Regions from separate parts of the Neogale vison genome. Here region 1 is linked to region 2. Evidence: chromatin contacts called from public Hi-C data. All regions are on one chromosome and are shown on one strand. Each heading gives the region's core, a stretch centred on a gene start, on an enhancer-like site or on the middle of the called end of the contact. The rest is flanking DNA. Distances are from core to core; before and after follow the strand shown.

Evidence for each region. A called contact is a pair of places that touch in the nucleus more often than the background predicts.
Region 1: a contact with region 2 is called in a Hi-C map of tongue, with 4 times the contacts expected there. The contact joins the enhancer-like site here to the promoter of LOC122899093 in region 2. A contact is called at or near these places in 2 of 3 Hi-C or Micro-C datasets (muscle and tongue).

What each region holds. Positions count from the first base shown.
Region 1 is chr2:24,054,013-24,060,797 of ASM_NN_V1, reverse strand. No RefSeq gene overlaps it. Among named protein-coding and RNA genes, the nearest start is that of PTP4A2, 13 kb to the right of the region's middle. Within about 2 kb of position 4,672, the one cell type or tissue checked has open chromatin away from gene starts, as enhancers often do.
Region 2 is chr2:23,958,157-23,965,966 of ASM_NN_V1, reverse strand. It overlaps LOC122899093 (SPOC domain-containing protein 1-like), which reads left to right and starts at 6,097. Exons shown (of 8, transcript XM_044236751.1): 1 at 6,097-6,135; 2 at 7,193-7,415. The coding sequence starts at 6,102.

The sequences.
Region 1 (6,785 bases), core at 3,423-5,922, 96 kb before region 2:
AAGCAGGCCCCCTACTGAGCAGAGAGCCCGATGCAGGGCTGGATCCCAGGACCCTGAGATCATGACCTGAGATGAAGGCAGAGGCTTAACCCACTGAGCCACCCAGGCGCCTCCTTCCTCAATACTTTTGAAAAATTAGTACAAATGAGATGAAAAGGGTACTGATGGGGAGAGAGTTTGCACCTTTAAGCTTCCTTTGTTAGTCCTGTGTGGGACCCACTAATGGCCTGGCTCTGGGCTCCCACCCAGTCTCTCTCCTACATTCAGCTCACAGCAATTACATGGCTTCTTGGTGCCCCCAAATGCGCTAAGCTCTTCTTTCCGCCTTCTCTCTCATTCAGGCTTCGCAACAACCCAGTAGGGTAGGCATTATTATTCCCATTTACAGAGGAGAAAGCTAGTTCAGTGAATCCAAGTGTTTTGGCCACAGTTACATGCAGTAATTGGATGTGAGAAGATCTTGATTCAGGGAGTCAGGGCCTTTGTCAGCCTAGTGACCAGGACAACTAGCAGCAGACTTGTTTCTGGGACAGTTGTTTAAAGGCCATTTAGTTGCAAGTGAAAACAAAGGAAAACAAGGGCTCCTGGGTGGCTCAGTGGATTAAGCATCTGCCTTTGGCTCAGGTCATGATCCTGGAGTCCTAGGTTCAAGCCCTGTGTCAGGCTCCCAGCTTAGTGGGGAGTCTGCTTCCCCTCTCCCTCTGCCCCTCCCCTCTGTCATGTTCTCTCTCTCTCTCAAATAAATAAAAGTTAAAAAAAAAACAAAACGCAAAACGAAACACCACCAGAGCTATTTTAAGTTTTTTTAAAAAGGGGGAGTAGGTGATGTCAGGGGAGAGAATTATGAACACTGAGAAATCTCATGGAACCCAAGAGGAGAAGTAATTAGTCTCAGGAGGGATGAGGAAGCAGCCTGCGAGGGCCCCGCGCCGTCTCTCTGGGAAAACATGGCCTCCAGCTTCGGCTTCCACGCGTGTGACAGCCTCATTCTCCTTCAGCAGATCAGTTTCTCAGCTGCTCTGTGAATGTGACCTTCTCCCAGCTCCCAGTTTAATATCCTTCAGTTTAAGCGTGCAGCTCTGAGTCCTAAGCCAAATCTCCAGGACAAGGAATTTTATCTGATTACTGATTACGCTGCCATAGTTGTCCACTTCTGGGTCCAGCCGGTTGCGGTCTGGAGTCAGAGATCCACAGTACAAACATGGGGGTCAGTCTGGTCTGCGGGTAGGGGGCAATTCTTAGAGAAAGGGGATCATTGTGGGGTTGGAAAATTCCTAAAAAGGTGTAAGTCTACGTCCACTATGCGGACAAGTGGACTATGTCCACTTCAACAACAACAGAGGAATTTACTGTCTCTAACAGGACAGACAAGCGCTTGGCTTCAGGCATGGCTAGATCCACGTCTCAAAAAGTACTGTTCGGAACCTATTTCTTTCCCTTTCTCAGACCTTTTTCTGTGTTATTCCTGGGTAGGCTTTCTCCTCAGGGTGCTAATACGACCACTAACAGCTCTAGCCTTATAATCTCATGACCTAGCTTCCTGTGTGGAGAGCAAATTTCCCCTTTCCAATAGTCTTGGTTCTGATTGGCTTTGATTGAATTATAAACTCAGACTGAGCCAATCACAATAGTAAGAGATAGCGGTCTCTGATTGGCTAGCCCAGGGTCATATGACTTTCCCTAGAGCTGAGGTGGGTCAGCCGCAAGGGGGGAAAAGGGAGATGGACAGTTCCCCAAAGCGGAAATGGGGTGTTATTAACGGAGATTCCGGAACCTACTCCTTTAAAACAGTGGATTGAGATTTGTACCAGTAACATCCAAGGACATGTTAAAGAATCCTGGTGGAGGGCGAAGAGAGCACTTTAATTCTTTTAGTCAATATACGCTAATTGAGAGTTCTTTCTTAAAGATTTTATTTATTCACTTTAGAGAGAGAGAGTGAGAGAGCACGAGGAGGGGGTGAGGAGCAGAGGGGGAGAATCTCAAGCAGAATCTGCGGGCTGAGCCCGACGTGGGGCCCCATCCCAGGATTGTGACCTGAGCCGATATCAAGAGTCAGAGGCTTGGGGCGCCTGGGTGACTTAGTGGGTTAGTGGCTGCCTTCCGCTCAGGTCATGATCCCAGGGTCCTGGGATGGAGCCCTGCATCTGGCTCCCCGCTGAGTGGGGAGCCTGCTTTTCCCTCTCTCTCTGCCTGTTGCTCTGCCTACTTGTGCTCTCTGTCAAATAAATTAAAAAAAAATCTTAAAAAAAAAAAAAAAAAAAAAAGGAGTCAGAGGCTTAATCCACTGAACCATCCAGGCGCCCCTAATTGAAGGTTTTACATGTGCTCAGACAAGGTCCTTGCTTTCACAGAGCCTAATTCTGGTAGAATACCAACAAATGAATGTTTCTTGAGCACCTACCAAGTACAAAACATACACTTCCTTTCTCTTCTCAATACAAAGAGAGATAAAATGTGTTTTCCCCCTCTAGGAATTTACAGTATACCAAGGCAGACAAATTAGTGATGTGTAGTAAGAGCCAAAGACAAAAGCCCAGGGAGTTACACAAACAAGAGAGCGTTCTGACGGCAAGGGCTGGGCTGAGGCAGGACACTCCCACCACTGATGGCAGTAATAATATTGGCTAATGTTCATTCAGTGCTTACCAGGTGCCAAGCACTGTGCTGAGGACTTTCTGAGTAATATCGCCTTCAATCCCAATAACAGCCTTATTCAAAATGTAGCCCATGTCACAGAGAAAGGAACCGAGGCTCAGAGAGGTGAAGTGACTTGCTCAAGGGCATGCAACTGAGGAGTTGCCGAGTTGGCACTTAAACCCAGATCTGTCTGACTTCAGAGTCCATAACTTTATTATATCATGCCTGGCCTAGAAAGAAGGGCAGGAGATGTTGCCCAGGATATGTGCGCATGTGGTGTACCCGGGGCAAGGAGCCAGTAGGAACAGGCTTTGTTCCCTCTATGCAGAGGGCTGTCTCTGCTTCTCCATGCACGTAGCAGAAAGTTGCTGTCCCCAGCTTGGGGTTCAGTGCCTAATCCTGACTCCCTGGTGCTGATTACAGACCAGCCGTGTAGGCCGAATATCATGCACGAGATATGGTTAGCCAGTGGCATTTAAAAGAGTGACTTAGTGCCCAAAATTCAAAAATTGGTAAATTTCACAGAAAAAAACAACAACCTGGAAAATCAGAGTATCTGACAAGTCCGGGCTTATATTCCCATGGCAACCATCTGCTAGCTCGGAGTAGCAGCTGCTACCTTTAGATGAGGCACATACTCTCCATTTGCCACAATTGCCCATTCCTCATTGTCTTGCCTTGGGTTGTTGCACTGGTTTTATTACTGATGTAACCCTTGGGGGTATCTGGATTAGAGTCGCTATATCCCAGACCATAGTCCCAGGAGATAGAATTCAGCTCAACTTGGGTCAGATACACACCTGTGGTTCAAAACACTGGTGATAGCAGGGTAGGCTTCAGTGAGGTCAATGTGCGGGTCCAGAGGACCTCTTCAGCACGGTCCGTGGGCAACAGTGGGTCCTCAGGAAAAACACTCTAGCTGGGCAGACACTCCATGATGAGTCTAGTACGAAGGGGGGAGCAATTAAGGTCTAGAGCCCACTTATAAGACCTATAGTAGTTTAGGCTTCAGGTCATGATGAAGGCCTGAACTGAAGCATTAACCCAGGGGATGGAAAGGAGTAGGGAAGAATGAGAAGATGTTAAGAGCGTGGTGATTTGTGGGCAGGGCAGGGAGGAGGCTGGGGTGACGTTTGAGCCTCTGGCCTGGGTAACAGGGTGAAGAGGTGGTTTCGTTCTTCAAGGGAGCTCATTCATCAGGAGAACACAGGAGGAGGAACAGGTTTGGGGCAGGAAGATAAAGAGTTCACTGTGGGGCCTGTGGGGTTTGTGGTGCCTGGGGTCATGCAAATAGATCTGCCCGGTAGGCAGGTGACATTTGGGGGAAGATCTGAGCTGGAGATACCGGGAAGTCACCAGCAAAGAGTGAAAGTTACAGACTTGGGCACAGGTTAACTCTGGTAGGGGAATGCAGACTAGGAGGGGAGAGGGCTAAGAGCAGAACCAGGGAGCAGCGTTTAAAGCATGGAGAGCAGCCAACAAAACAACCCAGAAAGTGCTGGTTGCAGTGCAGGGAGAAGAACCAGGCAGCTGTAGCCTCAGAGAAACCCAGGAAGGAGACTTTAGAGTAGAGTGGTCAACCGTGCAGGGTGTTTAGAGAGGGCAGGAAGGAAAGTCCTGGAGATAGTTTTTGTCAATTAAGAGATCACCGATGAGTGTGAAGGAAGTGGATTGGCTGGGTTAAGTCACAGGGGCTGAGAGATGAGTGGGTGGGGAGGACAGGAGGACAGGGCGTCGACTCTCCCTGGGACTGGCAGTATGAAGGGATAGAGGAGAGAGTTTGTCTAAGATCTTGTGTCAAACAAGATTCAGTGGGAAGGCCTGACTATGGGCAGGAGAACCCAGTCTGATCAATGTCTTGATCCAGCGCTACAGGGCCTGGGAAGTTTTCAGGTGTCAGGTACCTTGTTGTTTGTGGAACCTGCTGGGGGTGGTAGGGCACGAAAGCTCATCCTAGGGGCCAACAGAGGGAATTGCCCTAGGAGGAGGCCCAGACTTTGTGGCTGGGTTTTCCCCACTCTGCATCTTGTTTCCTTGATCCACCGATTACCTTGGGCTGGTTTTGCTGAATGACTCAGGAGCTCGAGCAAGTTTTGCTACTCAGTTTCAGAGCTCTGGGGGAGGGGAGGTCAGATACTTCTGATAACCAACCGGGAAACAGTCATTAGATATTGAAAGGACAATTAGGCCCCAGTTTCGGGTGTGGGGGAAAGGCTCTCTAAGCACTAGAGAATTCTAGGGCTTGGATCTGGGCACAAAAAGCTAATGCCGGGATGCTTTTTGTCTCTGCGTCCCTCCAAGGTCTGAATGGAAATAACAATATCTAACAGTCACTGAACACTTCTACCATTGCCCTCTACTGTTCTGTGGGCCTGCAGTCTTGATCTCTGAAGTCGACCACTCTTCTGATCCCATTTGACAAGAGAAAGTTGAGAGGTAGAGGGGAAGTGGCTTGCCTGGGGCATCTGGCCAGTAGCTGGAACAGCTGAGAATTGACTGCCAAAAGTCATGTTCTTTACCACTGTGCAACCCTGCGCTTCTTTGGATGTCTCTAGGTGACCCAGCAGGCTGAGGGATTGGTGAGGGGGGCCCCCAAAGGAACATCCTACACAAATGATTGGAAAGCAAGCTTCTTTCCTGCTAGGATTTCTATTGGGAAGGAAGAGACAGGATCCTCTGAACTTGCTCAGGGCTTCATGTCACCTGAGACCCCCTTTCGTGGCTCCCTCCCCCTCAGCTTCTAAATTCAAGGATAAAGGGCCTATTCATCAGGACTGGATCTGGAAGCTGGCCCTGGCATCAGCCATCCCATCCCGGGATTATTTCCTCCCTCCTGGAGCCTGCCTTCCCTGCCCCGCCCTTAGGACTCACACCCGGTATCTCTTTCCTGTGTCCCTGAGCCAGGGCTCTGAGGCCCAGGTGGGCACACAGTAGGGCTCTGTCACACAATTTCAATTTCCTCTGCTGCTCGCCTCTACTGTGCATACACACTTCCTGGGTTCCTGTGGAATCCAGGCTCCCGTAAACACCCAAAGAGAAGGAAGTGGGCCAAGCAATGAGCCCATGATTTCATCAGGGCTGACGCACTCACTGCCTCTCCCCACCTCACTCTCAGGGGAGCCCCTCAGGGGCAGGCTCAGGCCTTCTCCCCTTCATTCAGCCTGGGAGAGAGGCTAAGGCCAAGGTGATAAAGGGAATGCTGGGGAGAGAGAGATGCAGACCTCAAGCTGCCTCCTCTTTGGCCTGCGAGAGATATAGCCAACACTTTTGAAAGCTGGAGAAGGCACAAAGGTGGAGCGGCTGGAGGAAAGGCTCCAAAAAGGCTGGGAAAGTAATGTTTACAGAACGCAGAGCAGGTGCCTTGTAACAATAGCAATGATATCTGACTTAGGGCATATCAGCCCCGGATGGGAAGCTCTACTTCTGTAACGAGAAGTAAGCAGCATTTTGCTATACACGGATGTTATGTGGTTTACATGAGTTATCTCTTGCAATTCTAGCAATACTCTTATGAATTAGAATGCTTATGGTTACGTTTGTACAGGTGAGGAAACGCTCAGAAGGGCGGAAGTTCAGAATTATCCAAGTCACTCAGTTGAGCATTGGAGAGCTGAAGTTTGAATCTGGGTCTATCTGCTCTTTGCTTCATTGTTATACATATATATTGTTTTTTCTTTTTTTTTTTTTTGCTTTGTCATTATATATTAATGAATGTAGCTTTTCTTTTTCTTTTCTTTTCTTTCTTTCTTTCTTTTTTTTTTTTTTAAGATTTTGCTTATTTATTTTGCTACAGAGAGAGGGAACACAAGCAGGGGGAGTGGGAGAGGAAGAAGCAGGCTTCTCACTGAGCAGGGATCCTGAGGCAGGGCTCCATCCCAGGACCCTGGGATCATGACCTGAGCCAAAGGCAAAAACTGAGCCACTCAGGAGCCCCAAGGAATGTAACTTTCTCAACAGAGTCAGGTAGTCATCGTTAGCTTTGGTTTACAAGTGGGGAAAGTGAGGCTCAGGAGAGTGAATTAATTTGCCTGGGGTCATAGTGGAAGTCTCAGTTCTTGTCCCCTTTAATTTGATGGCTTCATGCTCAAGGGGAAGCAGTCCTTGCTGGAGCGTTCCTAAGAGGGCTTCTCAATGCCGTGTGGGTT
Region 2 (7,810 bases), core at 4,848-7,347:
ATAACTCAGCCTCCCATCAGATGTTACTGCTGGGGGTGCCTGGGTGGCTCAGTGGGTTAAAGCCTCTGCCTGCAGCTCAGGTCATGATCTCAGGATCCTGGATCAAGCCCAGCATCTGGCTCTCTGCTCAGCAGGAATCCTGCTTCCCCCACCCCCCCACCCCCAGCTGCCTGCCTCTCTGCCTACTGGTGATCTCTGTCTGTCAAATAAATAAGTAAAATCTTTAAAAAAAAAAAAAAAAAAAAAAGATGTTACTGCTGTCCGTGACCTCTCTGGGTCCTCACAAAAACCCTCCACAATGCAGGCTACTGTGCCTCTTTCAGAGCTAGGAAAACTGAGGCTCAGAGAGGGGACATCATGACCCAGAATCCCAGAATTTATCCTTGGCCTCAGACCTCAGTGCATGTAAGCTGTAGGTTATCACAAGTTCTGTTACTACCATTGTTGATTCCCCAGGCTAGAGAGTAATCATGACCCTCAGAGGGGGAATGCTGCTTGCTCAAGGTCACAGAGCTGCGAAATGGCAGGGCTGGAGTTAGAAGCCTGGCTGGTGGGACCCCAGAAACCCCTGCTAGGAGAGGTCCTCAGCCTGGGTGCGTTTGGCTCCAGCATGCCTGCCCTGGAATCCCCTGGAGAAAGGCATCAAGATGTGTGTTCCTCTGAGAGCCCCTGGAGAGAGACGCAGGCTCCTTCCCCATCGACACTAGCAAGGGCATCACTTCCTAGCTCTGGAAGGACCAACTCCCCAAAGCTGCAGCTCTATTTTTAGCCTTGAATCCATCAATAAATGGAGCCCAGCCGAGCAGGCAGCTCCCGGCTGCCTGGTATTAATAAGAAGAGAGACTGGGACAGTTTACTAAGAGCTTTCTATGTCTTGGGCATTATGCAAAGTGCTTCACATGGATTATCCACTGAAATCTTTATGACATTCCTGTGAAACAACTACTATTATTATCACGTTATAAATAAGGAAAATGAGGCTCAAAGACTTTAGGGCACTTGCCTGAGACCACACAGCAGATCAACTGCAGAGCTGGGATCCGCATGCAGGTCACGCCCAGTTTGTGGGATTGTTGAGTCCATGTGCTTGCCTCCTTACTGCACTCGCTGGGTCCAGTGAAACAGCCCCCCACCCCCGCGCCTGGGGCAGCCTGGTGGGGCAGGGGTGGGGGCAGGGCACAAGGGCAGCACTAAGCAGGGAGTGAGGGGGTCCTGGCTGGAAGAGCATTGTGGGCAGGAGGAAGAGCACAGGCAAAGGCAAAGAAATGAGGCCTGTTCTGGGCGCCATGGATAATCTGGCCAGATTTGGGCAGAGAAGGAAGATGAGGCCAGGGGTGGGGAACAGGCAAGATTCTGAAAGCTCTTCCGTCCCAGGTGGGGATTTTCGGTCTTCTAGATCCTGGAAGGACTGGGGGGATGGAGGAGTGGTGGTGTCGTGTCTGAGCTTCAGAGGGTGGAGGAACAGGGTGGGGGGAGTTTAAGGAAGAGGCTGGGGACTGGGAGATGAGAGGCTATTCCCACCACTAACAGTGGTAACAGCTTCTGTGTACCCGGCCTCCTATTAGGGGCTTTTCATAAATGATCCCTTAAGATCCCCTAATATACATAACAGGTGCTCCACCAGTGGCAGCTCTGTGAAGGCTTTTCATTGTCCCCCTTTTACAGACAAGGAAACAGAGGCTTTATGAGGTCAAATAGACCACTCAGGGCCCCTAGAACGGCCCCAGAGACCTTGGCGCCTTGCCAGCCGGATAGGAGTATCTCCAGCGAAAGGACATTTATCTGAAGTCTCAGGAATGGAGACGATAAGGTAAGTTTTCGAAGATAAGGAAGGTGGAGATTTTTTGTTTTGTTTTGTCTTTTAAATAAGTTTATTCTCACACTGAGGACAGCAGTTATGTTACTAAGGTTACAAAACACTCTAGGGGTCTGTAACCTGCAGACAGACTCAGCCAGGGGAGAGGGCATTGTTTCTTCAGGGCAATGGCTATGGGGGGAAGGAAAGGGCAGGGTCTTGAGTTCGTTGTGTCTAGCAGCTCTGAGGTCTCCCCTGATTAGAGGTGCAGCCAGGGCTTGGGGTTCAGAGCCCCCTAGATAATGGCAGGGTGAGTGAAGGAGGGATTGGATTGGGTCCCAGCTGCATCTGACATCTGGTATCATTAGGGTCAAAAGTCTCCCAGGAGGTAGGAAATATACCAATCCCCCCCCCCAAGTGGAGATATGTCAAAATGTAAAGAGACACAAGAGCCAACTAGAAGAAGTCACAGTGGCCAAAGCTGGAACAGTTTGAGCAACAAAATAAATAAGGCGGCGTTGGGTTCCAGTCCAAAGTATGAAATAAATATCCAAGAATCTGTACTGATATAAATAAATGATTGGATAAATGATACAAATAAATGATTGAAAAGAGACAAATCTCCCATGTGGAATTCCACGTAATTTCTGTAGCTATGCCACGGTCAAGGAGATGGTTCACAGTTGCACACAGTGACTTTCTTCCTAAGAGCACAGCTAGGGGGGCAGAGTAAACTTTTCAGAGGAGAAACCTGGCAAACAGGACCCAACCAGGTGATCAAGGTCAACATCAACAGTGATAAGTCCTAGAGATATGATGTGCGTCCATCGGCAGCCTCGGCCAGGGTGCCAGCAGCCCCTGGCAGCGTTGGAAAAGGTCTGCTTTTCATAAACACAAGCACACCCATCTGCAAGGAGCCACAGGTCTGGTTCATCCCTGGCTGGCAGGATGGGGATGAGGAACCCTGGAGGACCCGACCATTGCCTAAGCAGCTGGGAGCACAGGAAATCTAGTCCCTTCTGCTGTAACCAGGACTTCAAGGAGCAGGCACATCCAGGGGTGTCCCGCGGGAGGGCTCTGATAGAGGCCGCGCACACTTAACAGGGAGCAGTTAAAGTACGCACGTTGTAAGTTTAAAGGTAACTACTGAAGATTAGAAATAAGAAAATGTGGGGACATCTGGGTGGCTCAGTCAGCTAAGTGTCTGCCTTCGGCTCAGGTCATGATCCCAGGGTCCTGGGATCAAGTTCTGCCTTGGGCTCCCTGCTCAGCGGAGAGCCTGCTTCTCCCTCTGCCTGCTGCTCCCCCCTGCTTGTGCTCTCTAGATCTCTGACAAATAAACAAAATTAAAAAAAAAAAAGTAAAATCTAATTTCCAATCTTTTGAGGAAAAGAAAGGGAGTGTGATTTGATACGTCGGAAAAAAAGCAAGAAGGAACACAAAGGAAGCAGAGAATTTGTAGCAAGAAAGCATATAGAGCAGTGGTAGCAAGGAGACCAAGTGTATCAGTATCCCAAGCATATGACTAGGTTAAACATCAATGAAAGACAAAGATGCTCTGATTGGAATTCTAAAGTCTAGCTGTATGTCGTGTACAAGAGGTGTGGTGAAAAGCAGACCTGCACATGAAAGTTGAAAATAAAAAGACAGAAAAATTATACCTGTCAACACTGACCACAGGCAAGCAGGGTATTAGTAAACCGAGGCAAATAATAAATGAATAATTAATTACTATAATAAATTTATTATTAATAATAAATGAATGAACTAATGAATTAAATGAATTAAAGCAAAAGAACATTGATAGAAGGGAAGAAGAACATTTGGCATTGATGAAAGATACAATCTACCAGAAAGAGGTAAAAATAAATGAATTTGTATGCACCTTAAAAGGGGTTTGAGATATATAAAGCAGGAACTCAGCAAAGTAAAGGAAAAGTTGACAAGTCCACAATAATAACATGAGATTTAAAAACACACCTCTTGGGGCACCTGGGTGGCTCAGTTGGTTAGGTGGCTGCCTTCTGCTCAGATCATGAACCTAGAGTCACAGGATTGAGTCCTGCATCAGGGGGATTCCTTGCTCCATGGGGATTCTGCTTCTCCCTCTGACCGTCTCTGCTCTCTTGCTCTCTCTCACTCTCAAATAAATAAATAAAATCTTTAAATAAAATAAAAACACACCATTTGGAGCGCCTGGGTGGCTCAGTCATTTAAATACCCGCCTTTAGCTCAGGGGTCCTCGATGGAGCCCTACATCTGGGGGGGACGGGGAGGGGGTCGGCGGGGAGGGGGACTCTGCTTCTCCCTTTCCCACTGCTGCTCCCCCTCGCTTGTGCTCTCTCCCCACTCTCATTCTCACTCAAATAAATACATAAATAAATATAAAATCTTTTTAAAAAAATATAAAAAATGCACACCTCTTAGAAATGGGTAGATTGAGGAGATAAAAAGTAATTTAAAATATGATAGAGGATAACGCAGACTGAGTCACTCCACATCTGTTCCCACATGCTAGCGTGCCTTCTTATCTTGCGGCAGATGGAAAGCCAAAAACGATTTCCCAGAGTCCCTTACAGCTAGCGGTCCAAATGTGGATTCAGTTCCGGCCCCGGGTGCCCCTGTGCGGGATCTGGAAGGCAGATGAATGTCCTTTCCCTTGGGTGGTTTCTGCTTACAGGCTCAGTGCGGGAGCCGCTGGGGTTCTCTGTGTCCGTGTCTGGCCTCCAGTTTTGTGAATGCAGTGCACAGTGCAGCACTGGCCGTGCTGGGTCCCTGTCTTGGCTGGCTGCCACCAGGCTGTATCTTTTGACAGCCCTGGTGGCGGTGTCCCCAAGCCCAGCTTAGAGTGCACTCTTGTGGCCCTTCCATGACCTGGTAAACACCCAACGCTTTGTGACTGTTTTCTGCCTTCAACACTGTTTTCTACAGTTCCAAGTTACTATAGGTTACTGTTGATTTGAAGAACATGATTTAAAAGCTGAGAGTCTGGAATCAGGATTAAATAGGTAAATTAAAATTGGTAAATGCAGGTAAAGCACGTAGATCAGTCTCTGGCTCAAAGTAGCATTATATACATTAGTGATCACTGTCTTTCTATCCTCAGTGCCACATGGTACTAATAACACTGCTCTCATGGTACTAATAACACTCCCCCTTTCTTTGCCAATGGGGGGAAGACTTCCATTATCGAAATGGACCAGAATAACAGTTCCCTGGTCTCAGGAGACCTGATCAAGTCTTTGCCACAATGACTGGAACATTCCATAAGATGGGAAGTCTTTTCATTTAAAAAAATCATTTCTTTCTTTCTATCTTTTTTTTTTTTTTTTTAAGATTTTACTTGTTTGTCAGAGAGAGCACAAGCAGACAGAGTGGCAGGCAGAAGCAGAGGGAGAAGCAGGCTCCCCGATGAGCAAGGGGCCTTATGCGGAACTTGATCCCAGGACCCTGGGATCATGACCTGAGCGAAGGCAGCCGCTTAACTGACTGAGCCACCTAGGCATCCCTAAAAAAATAATTTCTTTCGAGCAGTATTGGATGTCATCAGTGGCATCAAGTCTCAACTCCTACCTCATTTGTGACCCTGACAGCCAGATCGAGACCGACAGCTTTCCATATGGGTCACACAACACCTACACACACACTCTCTCTCTTTTTAAATAGCAAAACTTATTTTTGATGAGTTTTAGATTTACAGAAAAAAAAAAAAAGAAAGATTAGTACAGAGATTTCTCATACACCTGGCCCTCTGTTTCCCTTACTGTTAACATTATCTTGATTTTCAAAGATTTATTTACTTATTTATTTGAGAGAGAGATGGAGCAAGCATGTGCAGGCAGAGACAGAGGGAGAGAGAGACTCTCCAGCTGACTCCCTATTGAGTGCGGAGTCCAAGGCGGGGCTGGATGCCAGCTGCATCTCTCCACCCTGAGATCAGGACCTGAGCGGAAAGCAAGAGTTGGATGGAGCCTTCATCGACCGCACCACCCAGGCGCATTGATGTTATCTCGCTTTTTAAATCCAACATTATGTCTCTGAGATACAGCCACGCTGATCTACAGACTAGCTCCTTCCCTCTGACGGCGGTGGGCTATTCCACCTGCCCCAAAGCGGCTCCTGGCCTCGCGTGGTGCAGGTTTACTGCCTGCGAATTTCACTTCCTTCTCCATGATGTCTATCAGATTCCTAGTTCCGCAGTGAAAATATTTACGTAGCTGTAATGTCATCAATGTCATCTGGTTTCAATGTTAAGAATCAATCCACAGGCAAAGTATGGCAGACTGAATCATCTTCCCAGGATGGGATGGGCGGGCCACGGAACTTGACAAAGACAAAAGGTGAGAGGCTGGAGAAAGGGCAGCGGGGTGGGGGTGGGGATGGGGGTGGAGGGTGGGGAGGGGAGGGAAACAGTTCATTTCACGCAGAGGAGAGTCAAGACGCGCAATCTAAGGAAGAAGTGGACATTTTAAGACTATTATTCCGAGGGGTAAGAGTAATCAATAGAAACGGTAGTAATATAAATATGAAAGAGAAAAACTGGGAAGAGAAAGGAGGACAGGTGGTGAATGCAATCACCAGGGCAGGGAGTCCAGAGAGGTTATTCCCACGAATAAGTCAAGTAATAGAGTATAAGACTATTATTAATATTATTGATTAGTGATAGAGTATATGATCACTTACAGTTATGAAAGCGGCATGAATAGAAAACTAAAACAACTTGGTGAAAGGAAGAAAGTTTGCTCCCAAGAGCCGGGAAGTGAGAGGACGATTGAGCTTATTTCTAACCTTTCAATTGGGGGCACCCGGGTGGCTCAGTGGGTTAAGCCTCTGCCTTCGGCTGGGGTCATGATCTCAGGGTCCTGGGATCAAGTCCCACATCGGGTTCTCTGCTTGGCAGGGAGCCTTCTTCCTCCTCTCTGCCTACATGTGATCTCTCTCTGTCAAATAAATAAATAAAATCTTTAACCTTTCAGTTGGACTTGGGTATGCATTTTCCTCCATATGAGTAATATTTTTATATTTGAGACGATGAAAATAATACATAATTAGACAGAAGTGTAATTCTGATTCTCCTTGGGGTTCAGGCACTTTTAGTGACACCCCATGGCTCTGGGGCCAAGTTTGTTTGTTTGTTTGTTTTTTAAAAGATTTTAAATTTATTTGACAGACAGAGACCACAAGTAGGTAGAGAGGCAGGCAGAGAGAGAGAGAGAGGGAAGCAGGCTCCCTGCTGAGCAGAGAGCCCGATGTGGGACTCGATCCTAGGACCCTGAGATCATGACCTGAGCCGAAGGCAGCGGCTTAACCCACTGAGCCACCCAGGCGCCCTCTGGGACCAAGTTTATACTGTCAGACAGATTCAAGACCCCTTAACGCTTCTGCCCTCTGTTTCAGGAGCCCACCTACCCCTGCCTAGAAGCCCAAGGGATTGGCACCTCCGCCAGGAAGCCCTCGGGAGGAAGAGCGCGCCCTCTGCCGGTGCCAGGGCGTCAGTACGCCTGGGGTGCCGTCCACAGCGCCTCTTCAGAGGCCCCACCCCTGTCCCTCACCCCCGGACTCCGCCCCCTCACGTGATCCCAGCCTTGGGTGGTTCTGTAGGGGGAGCTCGGGAACACAGGTGAGACCTCCTGGAGGGCTTGGGCTGTAGGGGACTGTCCCGATCAGGCCTGGGAACCTAGCGGGGGTATTCATCGGAGCAGGATCGGCGTGCGGGGAATTAGCCCCAATCACTGCCTGCTCCCCGCCCAGTGGTTAGGAGCTGGGCTTTCGGTGGTGGAAAGAAACCCCTCTTCCACTCCTGCGTGTCCTTTGGTGAGTCGCTAAAGTCCCTGTATCTCAGTTTCCTACCCTGTGGCTGCCGGCATGAAATGAAATAACGCACATAGTAGCTGCTTAAGAAACAGCACCTGTTACAATTACATGCCGTTTAGGCAAAAGTGGGACCCCTCAGAGATTAGAAGACCTAAGGTCGCTATAGCTCAATCCTGTTTGGTGGCAGGCCTCCCCTGCTAC